2 separate regions of the Canis lupus genome follow, and region 1 is linked to region 2. A link is a contact called in public Hi-C data. All regions are on one chromosome and are shown on one strand. Each heading gives the region's core, a stretch centred on a gene start, on an enhancer-like site or on the middle of the called end of the contact. The rest is flanking DNA. Distances are from core to core; before and after follow the strand shown.

Region 1 (7,308 bases), core at 613-3,112, 130 kb before region 2:
GTGGAATGAATATATCATAGTTATGACTCTAACTTCCTGTTACGATTTTATATAGTCCTTAGGAAAGGATTCCCATTCCCACCCACCCCAGCCGTTTCTTCTGCTGGGAGTGCTCTTCTCGGCAGGTTACCTTATCTTTCAGAAGGGGCCTTAGCAGGCACCCAGGCTCCCCAACCTCACATCATCCTCTTTAAATTTTCTCCCTGACATTCATTTATTTACTTCCATTATTGTTGGTTTGTGTCCCCGCCCCCGGCCACTGAACCCTCCTCCACCACCAAACGGCGGTTTCCCGAGAAGAGAATCGCCACAAGTATCCGGCCTGTGGACTGAGCTGAGGAACGCTTTGCAGGGCAGCGTGCACTGCTCCGTCGGTCGGCTAACCGGCCGCCGCAGTTACCTGTGCCAGAACTCCCGGGAGGGCCAGGTTGTCCCCCAACCCCGCTCTTTCCTGGCCACACCTAGGAGCTCCAGGTTGCGGGGGTTCCGGTTGGTGAACTCTGGGGCGACGGCTGCGTTTTCCACAGGGTCCACTTCAGGCTTCGCCGCGGGCTCGGCACTCGTTGACAGCGCTGCGACCCCACACCCTAAGAACGGGAACCACCACGCGTATCTTAAAAACTGACACACACGGACAAAACGGGAATAAGGCCCAACCGCTATCCCCGTCCACTCCCCGAATCCTCGCTCCCCGGGAGGGAGGGAGGGAGGGAAGTCTGGTCACGGGACGCAGTCATCACAGGTCCTAGTACTGTCGTCACAGCGCTGTCGGCCCGTAAGCTGCTCGGCGGGGTGGACTACAAAACACGACTTGCATGTGCACACTTACTGTGCAGCCCCCGAGGAGTCGTCTGAGAGAAATGGGAATTCCCGGGGTTTCTGCAAACCGACAGGCACTCCCAGAACCGCGAGCGGAGCGCCATCGCTGAGGGATCGCGGGCTACGCCTCGGAAAAGCCTCACGTCCTCCCCTCACCGGCGTCCCAGCCGCTCGCCGGCCGCAGCCATGTTGACTCAGGGAGAACTGGTTCCCCGGGGTTCCCCGGGGTCACCGACGCCTCCGCCCGGAACTGGCGAGCCGGGTCGCCGAGTGGCCGACGGAGCGATCAGTCACCTCGGCTCCTCCAATCACTGCCCACGCAGAGGCGCACGCTACGCTGGAGCCCGCCAACCACCTCGCAGCACCGCGCGGGGGGCGGGGCGCAGCTCGCTAGGTCGCGGGCGGCGTCTCGCCGGACCGGCAGGCGCGAGGCACCCGTAACTTCACGTTGCCTTATTTGGTCCTGCGGTCGCAAAGCGTCTGCCGACCGCGGTCAGATCCACACACGGCCCCGCTGGGCAACGGGAGGAACCGGCGCAGCGCAAGATGCAGTTTCTCTCCAGAAACCGTGGTGGCCATTTTCCTCGTAGAAAGCACTTGGCCCGTCCCACCCAGGTTCAGGCCCCCAAGCGTATGCTCGTGGGCTCGGAAGTCAGCCCCGACTCGCCACGTTCTCTCTGAAGACCCTTAGGGAACCTGCCGAACTCGCTCAGGAGTGCAGCCGAACCGGGAGAGGCCCGCCCTCTCGTCACACCCCAACTGCAAGCTCCGCCCCACCGTCCACTTTTTCTAGAAAGCACTAGAAGGTGCAAGCGCGCACGCGCAACCCGTTCCCGCAGGAGGGGAAGAGAAGCCTCAACCGTGCACCTCCTTCCTCCTCCAGTGCGCGATCCTGACTTCCGTTCTCCTGCCTTCGCGCCCTGCTCATTCGCTCTCTAATTGGGCGAAAGTGCTGCTCCCGCCTTCTCCCGCCCCCTCACTTCCGGCTCCTTCGCACTCTCGCTCCCCCCGCCCTTTCTTTCCTTCCCGCCCTGCCCCGCGGCCCGGCCGCGGCAGCGGTGTTCCCAGCAGCCCCCGCGGCCTCGCTCGGCCCCGTTCCACGCCGTAGCCGCCGCCGCCGCGCTGCAGTGGCCGCCGCCGGGCCTGGGATCCAGACGCTGGTTGCCCGCGGTCAGCGTGAACCTCGACGTGCACCCCGCCGCCAAGATGGAGGGGCCTTTGTCCGTGTTCGGAGACCGCAGCACCGGGGAGGCGATCCGCTCCCAGAACGGTAAGCGCGAACGAGGCCTGTGCCGGGCGGGCCCACGGCGGGGCGGGCCCCCGCCCCCAGCCCGCTCGGCTCGGGCCGCCACCGCGCCCCTTCCGTCCTGGAGGGTCCGGGATGCGCCTCGCGGGGCTCCCCGGGGCGGGGCGGGGCGGGGCGGGGCGGCAGCGCCCTCTCGCCGTCCGCAAGGCGTTGCGGAGAGCCCCGCACGTTTGGGGGCACAGCCCTGCCGATTGTGGTCGGCAGCGGATCCCCGGGCCCTGGGCCGCCCAGCCCTGCAGTGACACGTGCCGTCACGCCTCGAGTCCCCTTTGGGCCGGGCGCCCTGCGCCTCCGATTCTAACCTGCAGGAGCGCCTAACTCCATGTTTGGGCCTCGTTTTAGGGCCATTACCCAGGAAAAGACGAGCTTTAACTGCTCGCTCTCCTGATGAGCGAATGGCCGCGACCCGGATGTCTTGCCCGTTGTAGAACCTGCTGGTTCGAGCCTGCGGTGGTAGCCGCCGGTGCCCGCGTCCAGACCCAGTTCTTTGCACGCATCGCTGACAGGTTCTTACCGTACGGTTGACCGGCGAAATTTCGGTTGAACGTTCGCGTGAGTGGTACTTAGGACGAGTTCATCCTGGCAAACGATACGGATTCACACGTTTGCTGCAGTTAAGCCTCTTTTGCAAGCGTGTTCGCTTTGAAGTCATGGATGCCTGCCCATCTTACCCTTTTAAGTATTTCGGATTGATTTGTATATTTGGAAAATGCAAAGGCTGTGGCTGTCACTTTCTTTAGGCCGAAATGAAATGGCCGTCATTTGGAGCAGTGGATTTAATTTTTTTTTTTTCTTTTTCCTGCAGTTATGGCTGCGGCTTCTATTGCCAATATTGTAAAAAGCTCTCTTGGTCCAGTTGGCTTGGATAAAATGTTGGTTGATGATATTGGTGTAAGTACACCTACATGTTGTGTTTGTGACTTTAACAAAAAATAACAGTGCTTAAATATTTAGCGCCATGAATTGTTTTTATCACAATGCTGATATCGAAAGGTGTTGTTAAGGGGCTGGTGGGCTTGTGTTCATTTAGAGGAGGTTCTCTGTTTGTAGTTGATTGTGTTGTCTTTTTTTCTTCCCTGCAAATTCCTTAGGATGTAACCATTACTAACGATGGTGCCACCATCCTGAAGTTACTGGAGGTGGAACATCCTGCAGCTAAAGTTCTTTGTGAGCTGGCAGATCTGCAAGACAAAGAAGTGGGAGATGGAACTACCTCAGTGGTAGGTAGTTTGTCACCTGCTAGATCGCTATAGATTAGTTGTTTTCCTTTTTTTTTTTTTTTTAAGATTTTATTTATTCATTTATGAGAAGACAGAGAGAGAGAAGCAGGCTCCTTATAGGGAGCTCTATGTGGGACTCTATTCCGGGACCCGGGATCAGGCCCTGAGCCAAAGGATGACACTTAACCAGTGAGCCACCCAGGAGCCCCTAGATTAGTTGTTTTCCTAAAACTGAACCTTGACAAAGTGCAGCCAGAAGTAAGTCGTTTGTTTCTCAGTCAGATGAGGTACATACTTGAGAGGGAGAAAATTTAAGTTGGGATAGTGATTTAGAAACAGAATTTAAAATCAATATTTACTGCTAGTTTGTAGGATTTAAAGGAGAGAAGCTTAAGAGGTAATATAGTACAGTCATTTTAAATGTGAGTTTTCAAATGGTTTGTGAGTTTTTCAGCTACAACAATATTTATACATCACATACAGGGCTTTTGTTTGTTTTATGTTCTGTTTCCAGGATGTCTGGGTAGCTCAGTCAGTTAATCGTCCAACTCTCGATCTCAGGCTCAGATCTTGATCTCAGGGTTGTGAGTTCAAGCCCCACATTGGACTCTACATTGAGTGTGGAGCCTACTTTAAAAATTTTGTTTTGTTTTCTCCTTACTACCTGAAACTTAGAAGTTCCTAAATTCTTAAGTTAGGGGAGAAATGTTACTGGGCTTTTTTTTTTAAGGTGTTTTTATATTAAATCCTGATAGGCAAACTCCTAAGTTCAGAATGATAAGGAACAAATAATTTGCTGTAAAAAAAAAAAAAAAAAAAAAAAAAACAGGCAGTGATTTGCAGGGAAAATGTTTATATTTGTAGATTGAACTTCAAACCATGAAAGAATGGAATGGAATCTACCTTTTCTGAAATAATGAAAATAGTTTAAGTAACTTGTTTACAGTAATATGATTTTTAAAATAAAGTGATTTTAATTTTCCCTAGAAGAGCCAGACTGAATTTTTGATTCTTTAATGTCCTTAGAAGAATGATTTTTTAAAAGATTTTATTTATTTATTCATGAGAGAGGCAGAGACATAGGCAGAGGGAGAAGCAGGCTCCATGCGGGGAGCTCAGTGTGGGACTCGATCCCCGGTCTCCAGGATCACGCCCTGGGCTGAAGGCGGCGCTAAACTGCTGAGCCACCCAGCAGTCCCCAGAAGAATGATTTTTAAAGTAAAAAAGTAAACCAAGTAAAAATTTAAAGTAATAAAGATTATCGGAGTAGTAGACTTTTTTTCAGGTTCCCAATAACCAGTTATTCACCATCATTGGCACTCTGATTAATTGTAGGTAGTCATTTTAGTGCTGTTTTTACATATGTGTTGCACATATTGTCAGACTAAAAGCAGTGAATATTTTCTCAACAGGTTATTATTGCAGCAGAACTTCTTAAAAATGCAGATGAACTAGTCAAACAGAAAATTCATCCCACATCAGTTATTAGTGGCTATCGACTTGCTTGCAAGTAAGATTGTTTGCATTCAGAGGAAATTTTACATTATGTGATGTTATAGTTGTAAATAGTCTGTGTTCTTTAAATGTTAATGACTAAATTTTATTTTGAAAAAGTGCTATTTTAGTAATAATATCTGGAGTAAGAATAAGGCTAGCATCTTTTTTCCCATTTGACTACCACATTTTCTCCCAATAATAGATTTTGGTGGCTATGCTTATGGGATAGATTAAAATTGCCATGATCTGAAGAGGGAGGATTTATTTGTGTCCTCCTCCTATATGAAATGGCCAAACAGAAAATTGGTGCCTAAGATATTTTGACACTTTGGTAAAACAAAGTTTGAGTAGTGCATTTACAAATGTTTTCTCCCACACACTTCAAACAGGGAGGCAGTGCGATACATCAGTGAAAATCTGATTATTAACACAGATGAACTTGGAAGAGATTGCCTAATCAATGCTGCTAAGACGTCGATGTCTTCCAAAATCATTGGAATGTATCCTTGTGATAAAATCTTGGTTAGTTTTTATGCCGTGTGATACTGTATTAAAATTGCTCCCTTCCTTGATTTTCTAGGGGGAGAGATGATAATAAAGTGTGTAATAGTACTATGAATTTCAAGTAGTGATAACTCCTGCGTTTTGATGGAGTTTTATTATTAATGCTTGTTTCTTTGATGAATTGCTAAAAGGAAGTGCCTTGGATTACTCTTGATTTTTGTGTGCACCTGTTCATTCCATGTCTCTCCATGTTCCCCTTAACCCTTGTCTTAGAAATGGTGATTTCTTTGCCAATATGGTAGTAGATGCTGTACTTGCGGTTAAGTATACAGACGTAAGAGGCCAGCCTCGCTATCCAGTCAATTCTGTTAACATTCTGAAAGCCCATGGGAGAAGTCAGACAGAGAGTTTGCTTATCAGTGGCTATGCACTCAACTGTGTGGTGGGATCCCAAGGTAAGGCTTAGGATTTAGTACTAAAAGTGAAAATTTGCTTTTTGTGGACTACTTACTTACTATACATCTTTCAGGTGGGCTATCCAAGACTTGCACCTACTTTTCTTCAGTAAAGCCCAGAGTAAAGGAAATCGTATATCCAGGTTTCCGGTTTCCCTTGTGTAACTTAGTACATAAAACTTAGGAGAAGTGCAATGCAAGTTAAAATTACCATTACGTGTGGTAATGGCCCTAAAAATTTGTTTGTAGAGTTAAATATAATAAAAATGTAAGTTTTTGTCTTTAAAGATAATTTAATATCTTTTGCTACTTTTGTGCTTAAGAATAGGTGTATTTTATAAGATGTGACATTGTTACAGTTCTTATAAAGGTATTCAATGTGTTCAATTATAGGCATGCCCAAGAGGATAGTTAATGCAAAAATTGCTTGCCTTGACTTCAGCCTGCAGAAAACAAAAATGAAGCTTGGTGTACAGGTGGTTATTACAGACCCTGAGAAACTCGACCAGATTAGGCAGAGGTATGTTTAGATATTATTTTTGACTTTTGGAAAAGGTGTTTATAAATTATGCTTGTTAAAGCAGGTAACAGTAAAGAAGTACACCCAAAAGGAGCGGGGCACTGGGGTGGCTCAGTGGGTTAAGCGTCTGACTTGTCTGACTTGGGCTGAGGTTCGTAATGGCATGGTCTTGGTTCTAAAAGGGAGTTCATGGACTCTGCTCAGCAGGAAGTCGGCCTGTGCCTCTGCCACCGCCCCCTCTCATGGTTGCGCGCTCTCAAAGAAATACGATAAAATCTTCTTTTAAAAAAGCACATTATACTTTCTAGAAAACAGCAAGTAAACCAGTTGCCAGGTAGCAGAGGATGATGATGATGCAACTGGATTTTTTTAAATGTGGATGTAAAAAACAGTAGTAACCAAACCTATAAGAAATCTTTGCCAGGAGTCAGGCATGCTTTTTCCTTTTGGATCTGCATGTGTGCTTTTTTCATTCCAATAAACAAAGTGTCCTTTCTTCCACCAAAGGTCAGGCTCTAGAGTATTATCAAACTGCATCTTCAATTACTAATTCTGTTTCTCATTCCTTTTCTAGATTCCACTTGCAGCCACTTTGTAGCTCTCATACCCAGAAATAAAAGCCTCCTGCTCCAGTTACTCCGTCTTTCCCCATCTCTTCACAGCTGGACGTCCTGGGTTTTTGTTTTATTTTGCTTTGTTTTTAATTTCACAAAATCAGTTTCCTGGTATTTTCCTTTCTCATTTCCTTTTCATCTCTGTTCTTCACTGGAGGGACCATTTGCAAAGGGCACTAGTGGTCCCTAGTGTAAAATTCACTAGACACTTAACAACCTTCGCTTGTCCTTTATCAAGCTGTTCGTTACTTCCTTCTTGAAACACTTGGAAGAGGCGGGGATGGGCTTTGTGATACAGCCCCATCTATATCTGTATGCCAGAGTAACTCCTCCTCACTCCTAGGACATCAGATAATATCTCAGTGCTGGACAC
Region 2 (7,903 bases), core at 1,581-4,080:
CCTTCAGCTCAGGTGGCATCTCCCTACTCAGTGGGTTGCCTGCTTCTCTGTCTCCCTCTGCCTGCTGCTCCCCTGCTTGTGCTTTTTCTCTGTCAATTAAACAAAAATAAACTCTTAAAAAAAAAGAAACATGGGGGAGTTTCAATACTTGAGCTATACACAAACAAGATAAGATTGAGCTCAATTTTATTGGTGCAAGGAATGTGGGAGAGGGAGTGGCAGCTGTTTAAAAGCACAGGGTTACGTCAGTGTTAACAGAGGAAGCACCCTACATTCAAAGCTCAGCTCTACTACCTACAAGCTGTGTGTGTGACCATGGGCAAGTCTACTGTCTTCATGCAAAGGAAGAATGATAAGCCACTGCAGAGAGATGTGTAAAATTAAGAGGTGATATAGAGCATTTGAGCTAGTACCTAGCACATATGAGGGGCTGCTCAGTAACACTGGTTCCCTTCTTCCTTTATAGATACAATTAACTCCCTATATGTCTTGTTCAATAAAACACTTTCATTATGAACCAAGCTCCCTCTTTCCTTTTCTGGTATTTAATGTGTTCTTTGAGTGTGCCTCATTTCTGAGTGGAATCTGCTGAGTGAATCCACCACAAAGAATCCTTAAAAGGGAGACAACTGGGGCCTAACTTTTTGTCCTCCCCTCTTCATGGGAAGGAGGTGAGATGGCTGGTGCTCTAGAAGCTATTGTGGATCATGAAGAAACTCTGAGGACAGAGGAGCCTGGGTCCTTGATAATTTCATGGCACTGTCATCCCAGCCTTGGACTACCTACTTCAGATCGCTTTTATGTGAGGGAATGAATATGCTCTTCTGTGTTTGAGACACTCAGTCACTAGAACATGAATGCAATTAATAACTGGCTCAAAAGGATTTCATCCCAACCCATATTTTGCCTCCTCCAGCCAATATGTTGGTTTAACTGTGTTAGGTCTGAAGATGGCTGTGAAGTGGCCTTGGGAAGTTTATGCAAGGGAAATGCACAATTATGATGCCAGATGTCGCAGATGAGACCCTGAGCTGGCTGGAAGACTTTGGGACAGACCCCAGTCAACTGCATTTAACTCTTGGGCCAATACTGAATGAGTACTTCATATAGTGGCTAGCAAAAAAGAAAAAGAGACCTGTTCATTGGGTGTGGCCAACAAAGAAGGTAAAAAATCTCCAAAAAAAAAAAAAAAAAAAAAAAAATCTCCTTAACTCCAGCATTCCCCAAATCCTTGGTCTCAATCCAGATACTCTCACAGTCGGGGTTGTCTTCTGGAGGGATGTAGCTGTTACAGATATGATGTTAGAGACACTTCTACCAGACTGTTACTGTCACTAACTCGCAATTGTTGCTTGTTCAAAAGGGTGTCTCCTGAGGGAGTCAATTTAAGTATTAAAATATCATCATCTGTACAAACTAGGAGTACATCCCATGCCGCCTAACTGGGCTCAATCTCCTTACAGTGATATTTTGTTCTCACTAGAATAAGCCTTTTTATCAGTGACTGATCTGCTGCTGAATTCTGTCATTTCATCCTTTAAAATGTCCTCCTTTTTTTTTTTTTCCAGTTCTCATATATAATACCCTAAAACTGGTTCTTAGGACCTCAGCTAGGATTCACACAACAGCTTTCTAACTAGCTTGCCCTTCACCATATCAATGACAGAGTACCTTGACTGAAAAACTACCTTGTCTCACTCAGTTCTGCTAAAATGCTTGATTTCCTGTAACCAACCTTTTGAGGCACATGTCTGACCTTTCCTCAACCTGATTTTCCTCCTTTACCCAGTCATACATTCTTGGTTAGTTTCCCAACTGTCAGCAAGCCCCAGCCCTCTGGCCGAGAAGCCAGCTCAGTGGTTCCCCTTAGCTATTCCCCAACCCAAATCCTAGTCATCCCTGGGGAGGGAAGGGGGTGGAGATGGGCGTGGAAGAGAGTAGCTGAAACTATTCAGCACCTACTCTCTACTTCCTCTTAAATTATTCTAATCAATAAGGACCCAACTCTGCCAATAATAGTGCAAGGCTCTCCTAACTTCTATACAGGGAGGATTCACACAGTTCAGGATTGTTCTTCTAATTGTTGGGAAAGCATTAGATGCAGCTCATTAGATGCTACTCATAAGACAGAGTAGCAAAGAATCCTCAGTTGTACTTTTAAATATTCTCCCGAGCTTTTGGTTTATGGAAGTCACTCAGAACAAACACTAGGTCCTGACTGGTAAGGCTTAGTGATCAAGAAAGTAGGAACTTTCATTTCTAGTCCAGTCTTTTACTTATTAACGGTGTGACCAAGGCAACCTGCTTTAACTTCAGTGAGCTCATTCGTGTGGTCTGGAATCAACGGTACCTACCCTAGGAGCGACGTAGAGATAAATGCATCTAAGCCCTGCAGCGTAGTCCCTGGCACAGCACTGTAGGCGTCCAGTAACACTATCATCAGGCCGCCGCGGGCCTGGCTCCTGTCCCAAGGTCAAATTCACTCGGAAAGAAAGGTCACTCCGCGCAGCGGTTGGAGAGGCACTGGCTCTTACACCTTACTCATGCCCAGGAGCCTGAGGCACCTCACTGGCACCCTGAGGAACCCAGGTTCCGGAGAGACCTCAGCAGCCCGCTAGGGCGCACCCCAGCGGCTCCGCGAAGCCGCAGCCTCCGCTCGTGGGAGGTCGCCCGACGCCGCGGCTGCCCTGCGGCAGCGAGAGCCAAGGGGCGGGGCCGCGCCGGCGGAGGGGCGGGGCCACAGGCCCCGGGGGCGGGGCCGCGGGCCGTACCATCTTCCACCAGGGTGGGGGGTAGAGCGCGGCCTTCCCTATGGTTACACGCCCAGAAACGGGCGGGTGGGCGCCGCCGGTCCCCGGACCCCCTGGGGCAGGTACCTCAAGTCCCCCCTTGTCGGGTTCCCTGGGCCAAGGGCGCGGGCTGGCTCTGGCAGGGCGGACCCCGGGGCCGTGCACCCCCCGGCGTGGGAGCGGCGGGAGCAGGGGGCGGAGCCCGTGGAGGACGGCGGTGTCCTTGCGGCGCCGCCGGAGACGTGCGTCAGTGGACGCCGGGCGGTCGGCGCGACCCTCCGTCTCCGAACGCGGACTGGCAGGCGCGCTCACCATGTTGTCCCGGGCGGCGCTCAGGTGAGGCGTCGGGGCCGCGCGGCGCCGCGCACACGGGTCAGGGCCCCGAGGGCGAGGGGCACGGGCGGCCGCCTCCATCCGGCCCGCTCCCTGCGAGGCCCCGGCTCCAGCGCCCCTGCGGGGTCCCGGCGTCGCGGGGACGCGGCGGCGGCGCTGCCTGAGGGGCAGGTGTCACGCCTCAGGGAACCGGGAGGGCGCGCGGGCGGGCGGGCTCGCGGGCGGGGGAAAGGCCCCGGCGGCGCTGGGTCTGCGTGGACGCGTGAACGAATCGGTGTGTGTCTGCTCCGGTTCCAGCACGAGCAGGACGCTGGTGCCGGCGCTGGGGTGTCTGGGGTCCCGGCAGAAGCACAGCCTCCCCGACCTGCCGTACGATTATGGCGCCCTGGAGCCTCACATCAACGCCCAGATCATGCAGCTGCACCACAGCAAGCACCACGCCGCCTACGTGAACAACCTGAACACCATCGAGGAGAAGTATCTGGAGGCGCTGGAGAAGGGTGGGTGCCGGGCCGCGGGCGGGCGGGCGGGCGGGTCGGCGGGGCCGCGTCGCCTGCCCCCGGGTTGACCTGGCGCCAGCACTCACGAGGACAGCACTCACTTTGTGGGAAATTGGAACAGGCCTGTGACTATCTACTAATACGTAGAATTCAGTATTACCATATAATAGACACTTACACTTTTTTTTGTTTGTTTCCCCTAAAGAGCTCAGGTGACAGAACAGTAACGTGTGGACTTTTGTGTGCCTGCGGGCGTGTGTTCCAGAATCTGTGTTTTCATGTCTCCATACAGAACCGTGTTACACTTCTCAGCCTGTTAATCAGTGGCATTGAAAAAAATCAGTGCACTGAGAAATCAGAAAGTACTAGAAAAATAATTCACTCTACGTATTGCTTAATAAGCTGCATAGTTTTTTTTAAAAAGTGCTTTCCCTTTCTTTTTATTGACTTTAGAGCCCCTGAAATTTGTTGAGTAAATTTCAGACGGTGACATCTTGTTGACTGGGGGCATCTAGTGGGAAAATGCAGTATTTCAGCCTGATTGTATGTGGTAATTGGCTAAACAAAAACAAAAGGAAGTTGCCACATTCTGGAAGATTTGTGACAGAAACCTTGAGTACTGGGAAAAAGGTGGGGTGATTTGAACGGGAAAAGGGTTTTAGAGAATAACAAATTTGGTAAAGATGTGGTAATGATGACAAGGTGGGAATATCCCAGTTGTGAAATTGTTTCCTGGATGACAACATCTGACAAGGCAAGCCATTCTCTTCAATATTTTAAAAACAACTTCATTTCAGCCATTGTGCAATCATACCTTTACTTGTTTCATGAAAGCTGCTGACAAAAAAAAAAAAAAAACTTTGCATTATGTTGTGTTTTGTTGACTATCATGAGTACCTGCAGAGTTTTCTTTTATTTAAAAATATATATATATTTTAAAGACTATTGAAGAATTAGATTTTCATGTTTGAAAATTTGGGGCAAAAGTATTAAGTGAAATAACGTCATCAATCTCATGACAAGTATATAAATAAGTTTCACACAAAAGTATTTAACTTTTATTGTATTTAACAGGAAAAAAATTGAAACCAAAGAAAATGTTGAACTTAAGAAAAGTTTTTATTATTTTTTAAAGATTTTATTTATTCATGAGAGACACAGAGACAGAGACCTAGGCCAAGGGAGAAGTAAGCTCCCTGTGGGGAGCCTGATGCAGGACTAGATCCCACCCTGAGCCAAAGACAGATGGTCAACCTCTGAGCCACCCAGGAGTCCCAAGAAAAATATTTTTAAAAGCAAATAGTAAGGCCCTGCCCAAATTTCTCTTATTATTAATATTATTTTTTTGAAATATAAGCTGTACATCTGTTGTGGGGCTCAAACTTACAACCCGAGATCAAGAGTCATATGCTGTACCAACTGAACCAGCCAGGTGCCCCCTCAATTTTATATTAAAATTTAAAAATGACGAAGTAAACTTTAAGAGATTGAGATCATTAAGCAATTTTCAATAAGCATGTTTCTTTACAATTGGGAAGTATTAATTACTGTTGACTTATTAAAAACCAATATGAAACTTTTAGAGTGACTTCCTTAGAATAATTACTAAGAGAGACAGTGGTCAGCAAGAAAATTTTTTTTTTTTTAAAGATTTTATTTATTTATTCATGAGAGACATAGAGAGAGAGGCAGAGACACAGGCAGAGGGAGAAGCAGGCTCCATGCAGGGAGCCCCACGTAGGACACAATCCAGGGTCTCCAGGATCAGGCTAAACCACTGAGCCACTGGGACTGCCCAAGAAAATTGTTTTGTAAACATAACAAGAAGGTGGCATCTTAAAACCGCTCTCACAGAGGGTCTGTGTATTCTGAGATCACTTGGCCCTCACTTCTCTGAGGTATGCCCTAAGAGCAGATTAGAGAACTTCTATTATGTAAACTCCCTAAGCACTGAGCTCTCAGTGGTACTTTGTGTCTTTCACTTTGCCCCTTAGTATTTTGTGAATAATGAACATTTGGGACTTGATTGAACAAGGGAATTGCCATTTTTGTTAATAGTTAAGGTTAGTTTCTTGAAGACTTGGAAAAGAATATTTTGCCTACAAGATAGAAAAAAAAAAAGTCTTCAAATGTGACTTTGTGTATAGCTGTCAGAATTTTTTTCCATAAAAATTACACTTAATATATTCATTTATCTAGCTAGCAAACATTGTTGAGTGCCTGATATGTCAGAGGCAGTATATTGGCCCTTGGAACTCAGAATGCCCAGAAGTCCTTGTTATAATTGGAACTTTGGTTCTAGTGGGGAGACAGATGAACAAGTAAATAGTATGCCAGGGGTTTTAAGTCCTATCAAGAAAAAGGAATAGGGGAAGTGGCGGGGAATAGCCCATTGTATATTGTGGTTTGAGAAGGCTTCGCTGACGAAGTTGACATGTCAGTGGAGACTTGACGGAGAAATGTGGGAACGAGTCATGAGGCTATCTGCAGGAAGAGTATCCTAGTACAGGCAACAACAGTCAGTGGAAACTAAACTGGGAGCAGACTGAGCTGCTGTCTTGTAAGTGCAAGGGAGGCCATTGTGCCTGGAGCTGGGGCAGCGAGGCCCTGCAGAGGGTCAGATGACCAGATGACGTGCATCTTTGAAGCCGATTGTAGGGGATCACTCTGAGTGAGAGGAGCAGCCTTTGGAGGGGTTTGACTAGAGGAATGCCATAGTCACTTTGGGGTCTAGAGGAGCCCTCTGGTCACTGTGTTGAGAACAGTGTAAGGGGCACATGTGGAAGCAGGAGACCAGTGTGGGATGGTGGCATGGATGCAGGTAGGTAATGTTGCTGGTCTGCACCAGAGGTAGGAAGATGGGATCAGGTGCTGAGTCTTTTTTGAAGGTAGAGCTGGCTTTGCCGGTGGGTATGTTGGATTGAATGTGGTGTGTGAGAGAAAAGGAGTAAGAAATGACTAAGTTATCAGAAATGTCCTGAGAAAACAGCTGGCACTTCGTGGGATGGGGAAGGCCATTTGGAGAGTAAGTTTGGGTTTGAAAATCTAGAGTTTCAGTTTTGAATATGATGAATTTTTTGGTTATTGTAATGTTGAACTATTTTCTGATGAATTGTAGAAAATGAGAGCTGAAAATCTATTTTTAAAAACTTTTATTTATTTTTAGTAAACTCCACCTCCCTTATGGGGCTCGGACTCAGCACCTGGAGACCAAGAGTCTCATGCTCTACTGACTGAGCCACACAAGCACCCCTGAAAATTTATCATTTAGTCTGTTTATGGAACCACACATGTCAGTGTGTCACTGTTTTGTGTCTGTTCTCATCGTTGCTGAAATCTTCCTTTTTTTTGTTTTTTGTTAAAGGTTTATTTATTTATTCATGAGAGAGAGAGAGAGAGAGAGAGAGAGAGGGGCAGAGACATAGAAAGAGCAGCAAGCTCCTTGCAGGGAGCCTGATGTGGGACTCAATCCCTAAACCCGGGATCATGCCCTGAGCCAAAGGCAGATGCTCAACCACTGAGCCACCCAGTCATCCCTGTTGCTGAAATCTTTAATATTGTAGAAAACTTTGAGTTCTTTGAAGCTCAGGAAAGAATTTTCTGCATGCTTTGTACCCCCTACTGGGCCTCTCATTAGTTGTTCAGCGTGTTATTAATTGAACTGAAAATCCACTGGGACAAATAATTTTTTTTTTTAAGGATTTTATTTATTTATTCACGAGAGACACAGAAAGAGAGAGGCAGAGACACACAGGCAGAAGGAGAAGCAGGCTCCATGCAGGGAGCCTGATGTGGGACTCGATCCTGGAACTTCAGGTTCACACCCTGAGCCGAAGGCAGATGCTTAACCACTGAGCCACCCAGGCATCCCAGGACAAAGAATTTTAAGGAAAAAAAATTTTTTTTTGTAGAATCCCAGAATTGTGGAATTTTAGGACCTATAGGAATGTTGTAGATAAGCTAGTCCTATTTTATGACATTTTACAGAAAAAAAAATGGTGTATAGAAGGATTGAAAAGTAAGAATTATAAAAAGTCTGTTTACCTCTTTACAGGTGACATTACAGCTCAGATAGCTCTTCAGCCTGGGCTCAAGTTCAATGGAGGAGGTCATATCAATCATTCCATCTTCTGGACAAACCTGAGCCCTAAGGGTGGTGGAGAACCAAAAGGTTGGTAGATATTGATGTAGTCTTAGCTAAATGTTGTGCACAATAGGAATGACTGGTGCTTTTCTTATGTTAATTCTGAGGTATCATAGTGGCATATTTTTCATAGCAAG

What was found. Hi-C and Micro-C count contacts between places; a contact is called where the count stands out from the background.
Region 1: a Hi-C map of blood shows a contact between it and region 2, with 2.8 times the contacts expected there. The contact joins the promoter of TCP1 here to the promoter of SOD2 in region 2. A contact is called at or near these places in 2 of 9 Hi-C or Micro-C datasets (both in blood).

What each region holds. Positions count from the first base shown.
Region 1 is chr1:49,585,890-49,593,197 of UU_Cfam_GSD_1.0, reverse strand. It overlaps TCP1 (T-complex protein 1 subunit alpha), which reads left to right and starts at 1,862. Exons shown (of 12, transcript XM_038526480.1): 1 at 1,862-2,089; 2 at 2,931-3,016; 3 at 3,217-3,345; 4 at 4,758-4,855; 5 at 5,232-5,342; 6 at 5,620-5,801; 7 at 6,195-6,321. The coding sequence starts at 2,026. It overlaps MRPL18 (39S ribosomal protein L18, mitochondrial), which reads right to left and starts at 1,044. Exons shown (of 4, transcript XM_038526491.1): 1 at 830-1,044; 2 at 401-587. The coding sequence starts at 923. It overlaps LOC119869912 (a small nucleolar RNA gene), which reads left to right and starts at 5,008; the gene lies at 5,008-5,147.
Region 2 is chr1:49,454,534-49,462,436 of UU_Cfam_GSD_1.0, reverse strand. SOD2 (superoxide dismutase [Mn], mitochondrial) reads left to right here and starts at 2,830. Exons shown (of 5, transcript XM_038526471.1): 1 at 2,830-3,125; 2 at 3,420-3,622; 3 at 7,677-7,793. The coding sequence starts at 3,103. LOC111090685 (a long non-coding RNA gene) reads right to left here and starts at 2,666. Exons shown (of 3, transcript XR_005353090.1): 1 at 2,355-2,666.